Linked DNA regions of Triticum aestivum: region 1 is linked to region 2. A link is a contact called in public Hi-C data. All regions are on one chromosome and are shown on one strand. Each heading gives the region's core, a stretch centred on a gene start, on an enhancer-like site or on the middle of the called end of the contact. The rest is flanking DNA. Distances are from core to core; before and after follow the strand shown. Region 1 holds the start of LOC123045891 (protein NLP2). Region 2 holds the start of LOC123045889 (transcription factor RF2a).

Evidence for each region. Hi-C and Micro-C count contacts between places; a contact is called where the count stands out from the background.
Region 1: a contact with region 2 is called in a Hi-C map of leaf, with 8 times the contacts expected there. The contact joins the promoter of LOC123045891 here to the promoter of LOC123045889 in region 2. A contact is called at or near these places in 3 of 5 Hi-C or Micro-C datasets (all in leaf) and 1 of 1 datasets of contacts at active chromatin or transcription factors (leaf).

Annotation. Positions count from the first base shown.
Region 1 is chr2B:536,210,396-536,215,538 of IWGSC CS RefSeq v2.1, reverse strand. LOC123045891 (protein NLP2) reads right to left here and starts at 1,512. Exons shown (of 7, transcript XM_044469126.1): 1 at 1,069-1,512; 2 at 787-977; 3 at 1-567. The coding sequence starts at 527.
Region 2 is chr2B:535,890,351-535,895,862 of IWGSC CS RefSeq v2.1, reverse strand. It overlaps LOC123045889 (transcription factor RF2a), which reads left to right and starts at 2,036. Exons shown (of 4, transcript XM_044469119.1): 1 at 2,036-2,988; 2 at 3,950-4,082. The coding sequence starts at 2,462.

The DNA.
Region 1 (5,143 bases), core at 263-2,762, 320 kb before region 2:
ACGACATGCCCCTCCTGCTCAACAGGCATCCAGACCTGCGCAAGAACGCCGCCGCCAAGTGACTTCCTGAACAAAGACAGAGCCATGAGCATCCTGTCAGCGAGTAAGTTGCCGGCAATAGGCCTCGGAACCAAACTAGTACTTCCTTGCTCAGGATCACCATCTGAGCCAAGGTCGCCTGAACTCTTGGCCATTCTCCCAGTCCCAGTTTCAGCTGGATTCACTGAAGATACCAAATCAACCTTTTGATCCCCAGGTACACTGGAATAGGCATCGAGCTGCATATCTTCACTGACACCAGAAGCACGTGGCGAAGATCCCAAGGATGACCACATAGCAAACATCTGGTGTGTGGACGAATCGTTCAGCAACGAGAACAGCTGGTCAGCTAATGAAGGGCTGCCGCAGAGCTCTGAGTACCCATCAAAGTTCATCATGGCTGTAACGCCATATGGATCATCCGACGGGCTGCCGACGCTTCCATTGCATCCAGCGCGGTTGGACTGTGAAGGCATAGGCACATCCATGGCTTTGCTGCCTCGATTGGTTCCAGATACTTATCCACTCCTGTGGGACAATTAAGAGTGCACTGTGTTGGGGACAGATAAAAAGGGTGGCACAGTGTGTGTCCTTTCAAATCAGAATCTTCGTAGTGCAACACAAGGACTGATTTAACAGGCAGAATCTGAACAGGAGACTGCTTTTGATACAGTGACTAAGCACACTCCAAGAATCCTAGATCAGCAGTTCATCATCGGCACAATAACTTAACTCAAAAGGTCAAACCTTTGGAGGAAAAGGCAACCGAAGCAGCTGCAGAAGTCCTGTTTTCTGACGGATGAAGAAGCTAGCACACAAGACAGAAGCTCTATAATCTATCCGTCTCATCCAAAAACGCTCTATAATCTGAAATTGAGCACGAAGGCAATCAAAAGAAGCAGGTTCCGGAAGCTTACTCCCCAAGAATCAGTCGCCGCCTGAAACAACTTCACCAAATCAGCTCCTCCGACGAAACAAAATTCAGTCTAGCTCAGAACCTCCAATTCAAGCCGGCAGAGCCAACCGTACCCCGGCTGGGCCCAATCAGCAGACCACACCGAACCGGAAGCCTCCAAGCCCCAGCTCCGGAACCATTTGCTGGTCCGGAAAAGGCCCGGCAGCCTCCGCCGCCGATAGCGCCAGCCCCGGACGGAAGAAACCAAGCGGCGGCCGCCACTCCTCGGCTGGCGGGCGGGATAAGGACGACGGATTGACGGGGAGGCGGCGCGGTGGCGCAGATCTGACGAGGCGGCGGGAGGAGGGAATCGGAGGCTACTACTACTTGCTGGGAGGGAGACGAGGCGAGAAGAGGGCGAGGCTTGGATTGGAGGTTGGAAATTCTCTAGCCCGGTCGCTGGCTTTGAGCTAGTTGTTTTTCTACTCCCCGCAGCGGATTCTTCCCGGCTCGCGGTCACGGCCGCCCTCTTTAAATGATTAATTATTAGCTGGGCTGATTTTTTCTGGCCTTGGGTTCTCTTCCTCTGTTTTGGCACAGGAAATGGTGCTAGAATGGCAAACTGATACGGAACGAATTCCTAAGCTGCAGCAAAACTTGACGCCGCCAGATCTGTCGCTTCTGCCAAATTGAGTGTACCTCAAACAGTTAGTCCCTCCGTCCTCAGTATGGGACGGAGGGAGTAGCTTTTAGTTTACTGTAATTTGATTTGATGGGGTATTTGTAATATTTTTTAAATGTAATTTAGGCCTTTTCGACAACGGTGGACAATGTTTTCTTCGGCAATATTTACTCGGGTGGGAGACAACTTCCCCTCAATTACGAACACATGTGGTGACTAGTGAGCCCGTCAAACAGAAGATGTGCGGGCTTCATCTCAAAGGTATTTATATTGGTGTATAGTGTGTGTAGCTTCATAAGAAACGGGTGCATGCGCATGTTTGTGAGCGTTTTGTGGTCGTATTTTGTTTTTAAAGAGTCCTGTCGCTCCTAGGATTCAATCATGGGTTGGTGGTTTTACTTATTTTTTTTTTATTTTGAACCCATTGGAGTGACGTCGAACTATGTAGGTTGTATGCAAACTGTCCAAAGCAACTATGCATAAGCTAAAAAAAAGAGCTTGGCATTTGAAAGGAAAATGACTGTAGGCATTGAACATACTGCTGTCTTAATTTCCGTTTTGGGGGGGATAAGCGTTACGTGTAGATGCACTTCCACGGCCACCTACTGCAAGTTTGACCGACCACACCACGGAGCGAGCTCCTATAAAACTCCCACGAATCCATCCTCTCCTCTTGCCACTTGACTTTTTTGTAATTAACATTTGAAAACATGAAAGGGAGGAGAGATTACATTGTTTTTCATGCGACCGCAAACCGTGCAAGTAGCATACAAATCGCTCTCAAGACGCTCAGCATCAGTGGCGTACGTACCACCGGACCCTTTTTCCCAAAGAAATATCGCACTGAACCTCCGGGAAAGTACTTTAAGGTACGAGCATATCTATTGTTCCTTGTTGGTTTAGTCAGAGAATGACGCCAGCGTATACAGGGAGAGAACATTTTCGGGTGGGGAATCATTTAGGATATAGCATTAGCGTGGGCAATCCTCCTAGCGAGCTAGCTAGCTCTAGGCGTTCTAACCATTAGCTAGCAAAAATCGGTTTCGTTGATGGTAGATTGTAGCGAGCCGCCTCACGTTATCTGTTGGGAATGGGGAATTCGGGGTCGGCCATAAATTAGAATTACAAATAGAACTTTGGCCACTTTCAAAGCCCTTGTCACAAGGAACACAAATATGCAAATGAAACATAAATTATAATTTCAGTTTAAAAGATATAATAGATACAAATTTGAAAGTCAAAAGAAAAAGCATGAGAGATGCACAGACCAAGCAAATTTCCAAATCGCGAGGCAATCAGACGGTCAAAAATCTACATGCTCCCACACCTCTGTGCCACAAATCTTCTTCGTGTTACCTTTTTGTGATGAAAAAAATCACATCGGAACAGAAATGGTCAAACATTGCATGTTAGAGGGAAGGCACATTTAGGAATCTTAGTAGCGAGATTCAGAAGAATCCGAGCGGTTTTCTTCTATTACTAGAAGGGTTGGGTGTGCTTTGCCGCGCCGTTGGTGTTGTTGGGTTTCTTAAAAAAATCTATTTCAAAATATAAGGTGTATTACTTTTTAAAAAGGCAAATCTTTTAAGTTTGATCAAATTTGTAGAGAAATATATAAAAATCCATAGTATCATATCAGTATTTTTAGATTCATCATGAATGAATTTTCACACTTTTTTTTAATATTGTGGATGTCGATATATTCGCACTGAACTTGGTCAAAGTTAAGGAAATTTGACTTTCTAAGAAACTAATACCCCTTATATTTTGGAACTGATGTAATATTTAGTTTGGCGGGGAGGGGGGGGGATGATAGTGTGTTTTATTTTTATTTATAATGCGTTGATTTGGTGGGTCTTTCATGGTGTGATTCTATGTTATCCGCTAACTAGTTTATACTTATGTGGAGAAAATTCTGACTTCTGTGTCGGTGGTTGCATATATACTATAATGAAACTACAATATCACATGGTGGCACTTTTTTTCCAAGGGGGTGGGAGGGTGAATGGGCGTTATATGTTTTTATAGGCCGGTTGTTGATGATTGATTTGAAATATTATTGGCCCGGTTAAAATCGTAGACCAAATCTAAAATTGAATACCACAACTAAATGAAAGAGTTTCAAAATTAGGAAACATGGTGAATTAAAAGAATTGAATGGGAGAGCTTGTGAAATTGTTAATCCGGTCAAAAATCGGATGACACAATTCCAAATTAAATAGCTCGATTAATTATGAGGCCTTAAAAAATAGAAAGCATAGTGCATAGTATAATTGAACTGAATGAGAGAGCTCTGAGAAATTGTTGACCTGATCAAAATCGGGTGACCCAATTTTAATTGGAGACCTAAATTGAATATGGACTCTTTAAACATTGGGAGCTTCGTGTTATAGAGGATTCAAAAAAATACTAACAAGAGTCTATTTATCCTATTTGTTTTTTGTTTTTTTGCCAAAAACTTCCAATCTATTCATCTTTAATCATGGCAGTACAAAGAACAACAGAAATAATAAAAACTACAACCATGTCCATGGTCCACCTAGCGACGACTTCAAGCACTGTAGTGAGCCGAAGACGCACAGCCGTCATCGCTCTGATAGGAATGTTGCATCGTAAACTCAAAATTTCTACGCGCACGCAAGATCTATCCATGGAGATGCATAGCTACGAGAGGGGGAGAGCATCTATAAACTGGTGCAGTTACGTGATATACAAACGGTTTTTACCCCCTTTCCGCGACGAAGTTTTAAACCGCCGCCTAGTGAGTGTGTGCGGTAGGGGGTCCTTCCACACGACCCAGAAACCGTTGGGGATACGCCCTCCAGTCGCACACGCGGGGCAAATGAGCTCGTGTGCGATCAGGCGAGGCATCGGAGACAATTATACAGGCCCAATAGTTTTCGTTCGTATGTACATCCTACACAGTGAATCCCAGAAAAACATTTTCATTCGTATGTATATCACACACAAATTTTTATGTGGAAATGTTTGTGCAAGGTGGCCTAATGCAAACAGTTCTATGGCGGAAGCCGTGTGTGATTGTTAATTGATCCAACACGCCTACTTTCTAGAAACCGTGTGGGTTGTATGAGCTCATCACCCACAGTGTTGTCAGAGAAACCATATGCAATAGAAAACCCCAATAAGCACGGTAATTGGCCTATTATTGGTAATCCATGTGGTAATCAAATTGACATTTCTTATAAAACACACCATATATTTCATATCCGTATAACAGCAACCAGAATTTCATAATCGAATTACATCAGATAGCTTCAGCACTTAGTTACACCATATAGGGATATAGCTAGCTACATCATTACACAGCAACACCAAGTTTCACATGCAACATCGAAAACCTTTGGAAAGTAGCATCATACACGGTAAATAGACAGATGAATCTCATCTGGGAAACTGCAGAAGCGGAAGGCGAATATTGAGCCTTTAGTGATGTTGAATGTCCTTGCAACTTTAGGCTAGTGGCTATGGATAATTGCTCGTCCATCCTTCGTCCTCTTGAGGAAGAC
Region 2 (5,512 bases), core at 787-3,286:
TATAAATGAACATACACATATACTACTACCTCCGTCCTGGTTTATTAGTCCCTTTAGTATTTTGTGCAAAACTTTGACCTTAGATTTAACTAAAAAATGTTAACGCGTGTAACCAAAAATAATATCTCTCAAAACTATGTTCAAATTCGAATCTAGGGATATAATTTTTGCTAACATGCATTATTATTTACTTAGTTAAATCTATGGTCAAAGTTTGACACAAAATACTATGGTGACCAATAAACCAGGACGGAGGTAGTACATATGTGTGAAATTTATAACAAATTCTTTCACATGTAGCGTAAAAATGACATGTATTTCAAAATGATCTGCTTTTTTTGTTGTTGGGCCAAAATTTATTTTACCTGTGTAGCCTACAAATTATAGTCTTTTCAAACAATATTTCACAATCTGCAGTAAACACATACAAGTTTTTAGGGATTTGTTTTGAAACTTATCAATATGTTTATTTTTACCAAGCTCCATGGAGCTCTGCAGCCATAAGCTCGCACTCCACAATTTAGTTTCTCTATGAGCCTGATTGGTTTTGATGCCAATATTTGGCATGCCAGTTGTCTGCGAGTCAAAAAGAAGTAGGCTATCAATTGGTTGGCAACCAATTAATTCTTGCCAAATGTTTTTATTTTCACAATTTTTGATTTTGGCAAATGTTGGCTAGCCAAATATTGACCTTAAACCAATCAGCCTCATATTTTTTTGTAGAATATTTTTCTTTGTTCATCTGAACTCAAGCGGACATTCAATTCGGCTCTGGGGAGCATTTGCTTCTGCCCGCCAAAAATAGTTTTGTAAATGTAAAAAAGGTGAAAAATTAGACATGTACATATTCTTGTCTAAATGTTATCTGCAAATGCTTAGGTGGAATGCCCAAGCATTTCTATCTGCGCAAAAAAGAGCAAATCGGATGTCATTTTTTTTGGCATTTCTTGACTATGTAACATTTTTTTGTTGACAAAACTACTGTTCCGTTTCACATAAAATTTGTCATGTACACTTTGGACACTAACATATGAATATGTACAATGAAAAATTCAATTTTTAAAATTTGTTTGTTTCCTGTTTTGAATTTATTGTTCATCAGTGAAGCAAATGCTCCCGAGAACCAAAACAGCCATGCCCGAGCTCAAGGCTAATTTTAGTCAATTACGCAGTCTTTCACTAATTATCTCTTTTTGTTGTGAAGCTAAAGTAAATCAACATTTCAACCACTAACATCGCCTGCTAGACAAACTGCTAGAGGTGCAGAGGCAAAGTGTACTTCAGTTGGAAAGCCGATTTTGCGAAACAACTTTGCTAGTGAAGCGAATTTATAGGTGATTTGAAGCCAACTGAAACTGAAACAAACATGCCTTCTGGTGCTCTAGCTTATTTCCTTTTCTTTTTCTTTCTACTCCCTCCGTCCATATTGTAAGACGATTTTTGACACTTATGAGATGGAGGGAGTATGTGATAGAGTTAATGGGGAGTGATGATAAAATCGTTCTTTACATATTTTTTTTTGCGGGTAATCATATCTTCACACAATCCATCACATTTTATTAAAGGACGATAAAACCATATCTTTACAACAATCCAACACAATTTATTAAAGGATGATAAAACTGTATCTTTACACAATCCAACACATTTTGTTAAAGGTTGTACATTGCTCATCAACTGTTTAAATAAGCGTATATTATTAAACCACTCTTTAGATTGTAGTGTGTCAAATACTAGATATGTACTGTGTTAAAAAAAATGCTCGGCCTGTATAAGATACTCCCTCCGTCCGGAAATACTTGTCATCAAAATGGATAAATGGGATATATCTAGATGTATTTTAGTTTTAGATTCATCTTTTTTTATCCATTTTGATGATAAATATGTTTGAACGGAGGGAGTACGTTTCACGGATATACTGAGCACCAGTACTACCCGGGAAAAAAAAATACTGAGCACCAGTACAAAAGTTCTTGCGTGGAGAGGTGGCGGCGGCTCAGCCAAACCCGTCCGTTCCCCAGCACCCGACGAATTTGCTGCCGCTGCACGGTGCGAGCCGCGAGGCACCTAACCGAGGCTCGGTCGGTCTAGAATCATCATCGGAGGCGGAGCGCGAAAGCCCACGAGGCCCAGGCTACGGACGGACGGGACGGAAGGCGCAGCGGCCGAGCCGATCAGCCGAACCGGGCATGCGGCACGCCGCCGCATTGGGCGCTGGTGCCCCACCCCCATCCGGCCATCCGGCCCCCGTCGCCTCCTCTTTCCTTTCTTTCCCTGCAGAGTCAATGCCCTGGTCAAACCTCCGCGCGAGCATGTCTTCCTCCTGCCCCTCCTAAGCTTCCGCCCCCTCTGCTCCCCGTGTCCCCCTGCCCCCTCCCCTCCCCTTCCCTCCCCCCGCCGGCGCAGGCACCCGCATTCCCCTCTCCTCCCCCGCCGCAGATCTCCCATCCCCAACCCCGCCATGGACGCCCCGCCCGCCTCCACCTCCACCTCCGCCGCGGGATCGGCGTCGGCGTCGCAGGACGCCGCCGCCGAGACCACGCCGCGCCGCCCGGCGGGGCACCGCCGCGCGCAGTCGGAGATCCTCCTCGGGGCCACCGCCCTCCCGGACGATCTCACCTTCGACGCCGACCTCGGCGTCGTCGGCGAGGGCGGAGGAAGCGGCGGCGGCGGCGGCGACGAGGACGACGACGACGAGTACGAGGAGGACGAGGAAGGCGGCGGCGGCGGCAGCGGGGGCAGCCGGATGTTCGAGATGTTCCTCCAGGCCGGCGGCAGACTCTCCGAGCCGCTGGAGCCGTCGCCGTACCCGCAGCCGCCGCCGCCCGCGCGGCCGCGGCACCAGCACAGCATGTCGATGGACGGCTCCACGTCTTTCGGGTCCGCCTCCTCCGGTATGCCGGGGAGGCACGGCGCGGACGCCAAGAAGGCCATCTCCGACGCCAAGCTCGCCGAGCTCGCTCTCGTTGACCCCAAGCGCGCCAAGAGGTGAGGCTACCCTGACGGCGCAAGTGAACCGACTTCCCTTTGCTTCGTTGCTATTTTTGGTCTTTATTAGGGATTCGCGCAGTAGGATATATCGAATTGCGGCGGTTGACAGGGACAGGTTACATGGATTCTCCTTCTTTGAAAAGGAGTCCAGTCCCAGGTACAAAGTGTGAAAGGGGCGAAAGTTGTGGAATCTCGAATCATATGTTTTTCCAGAACAGTCAGTAATCATACGTGATCTTGCTGCTCTTTTTTTGGCCTGATTGATTGAAACAAAACATGGCACAGGGGACTGTCTATGTATTTTGATATAACAGAGACCGTCTATAGTTCCAGTATAGCTTAATACTAAACATATATGAACAAAACATGGCACAGGGGACTGTCTATGTATTTTGATATAACAGAGACCGTCTATAGTTCCAGTATAGCTTAGTACTAAACATATATTAATCTTACTTCTTTGGTGCGATATGCATTTTAAAATACGCTAGCGAATTGGTGATGTATGCGAGTGCATCATTTTCTGGCATGAAGAACGACCTAACTCTTATAATTTGTTCATTTGTTAATTAAGTAACTCTATATGTGGATATGTTAGTGTGATTAATTGTCAGTACAATTCTTATATCTGATTTTATTGCATTACCTTTGTTGGAGTGAGGCCACATGAGAGCACAGAGTTTCACCATTGTAATTCAGTATAGCCCTTTTCACTGATGGTAATTTAGTGCAAGTATTGCAGTGTGTGCAAGTTATTAGCCTCTTAATATCATGAGAGTAACTTCTCAGTGTGTTTCTTTGCTAGAACAATCTGGATGTGTCTTTGTCATGTAATTTGATTTGGCTCCAGTTATTTTGTTCCAACCATTTGGTGTTATTCATTGTGTGTGCCTTTAGGGGTTAGTGCTTATTACTTGGATTGATTTTTCTTAACTTCTATTTTGTTGAAACATTTTAGGATCATGGCAAACCGCCAGTCAGCTGCTAGATCAAAAGAAAGAAAGATGCGCTACATTGCGGAGCTTGAGAGGAAAGTACAGTGTCTTCAAACAGAAGCAACTACGCTATCAGCTCAGTTGGCCCTGTTACAGGTTAGCTATTGGGCTTTACCTTAATTTAAATTCTTGCACATTGATATGCGTTAGATGGTTTAAACCTGGGTTTGGCTGAAAATTGCTACTAAATGTCAGGAATGGTTGCCAAAAATAGTAAATGCTTAGGTGTTCAAATGAATGCGTGCCTAATTGCCTATGCTATTTTAAGCATTTAATTAGAATTCCAACCGCTGACATTGTTTATTTGTTCAGTTATTGAATGTTTTGTCAATTTTTTGAAATACCTTTTACGTCTGCATATGGTTACTAAATTTGCGGGTTTTTCGGCATGTTAACTCCCAACTACTTGTTAAATAAACCCGATATGACGGGCATATCAATATATCATACACAAGGTTCTGAGCGAAGGTGAGAAGTAGAAAAAGGAAATTACAAGGTAGGGGGTGTAACAGAATATGAGCCCTTCAGCAGTAAAATGGCCGCACGCGCTTATCCATCTTGAATCTGTGTTCCAAATATTAAGATCAGTAATGGCCATCAGTACAGTCTTGACAATGACCAAAGGAAAGGAGACTGCTCCTGCTGGCGAGTTAGCATTCCGCGTTAGAGATCAGCGGAGTGAAAGTAGAGAGGTGGAGCTTGGTTGGGCCGCTGGGGAGGCCATGAAAGCACATCCGCGACTAGAATCAACAAATAGGGAGAGACAGGATCACCTTGACGTAGGCCATTCTCAAAAAGTATCAAATCCCCTGGCACGCCATGTCGCCATATGGACGTCTAACTAGTGAAGTTATTGGATATGTGCAGCCCCTATATCGACAACTTGTATTTCTGAATCTGTTTGTCTGAGCAGTCATTATTTATTTTAGTTCTGCGAATTGTGTATGTCTTAACATATTATTACCAGCTTAAATAATTATCGAAAAGGAGGTTATACCCCCGGCCACTGCATCTATTGATGCACATAGCCATGTAATTTTTTTAGATAATGGAAGAATATTCTCCTGCCTCTGCACCTGGAATGCACACAGCCCATTATTATGATGTTGAACAAGTCTTTGTTTAAAAAAAGAGAAAAAAGCAATAAGCGCCAACAGCTTGAGACTTGTGCTATTTGTATTCTACTGATACGTATTGTTAATATTCTGTAGATTTTCTAGTTGTTCAAAGAACTCTCTCTTCGGTTTTCCATGAGTGATGGGTTTTGTACTCTACATATACATATTATTAATATATATTTTTCAGTAAGTCTTTGTTTAAAAAAAGTGATAAAAAGGTAAAAAAGCAACAAAGGCCACCAAGAACTCACTATTTGAATTCTACAGATACATATTGTTAATATACTGCAGATTTTGTAGTTACTCAAAGAACTTCCTCTTTTTGGTTTTCCATGAGTGGTGAGTTTTGTAGTCTACAGATGCATATTGTTACTACACTGCAGATTTTGTAGTTTTTCAAAGAACTTC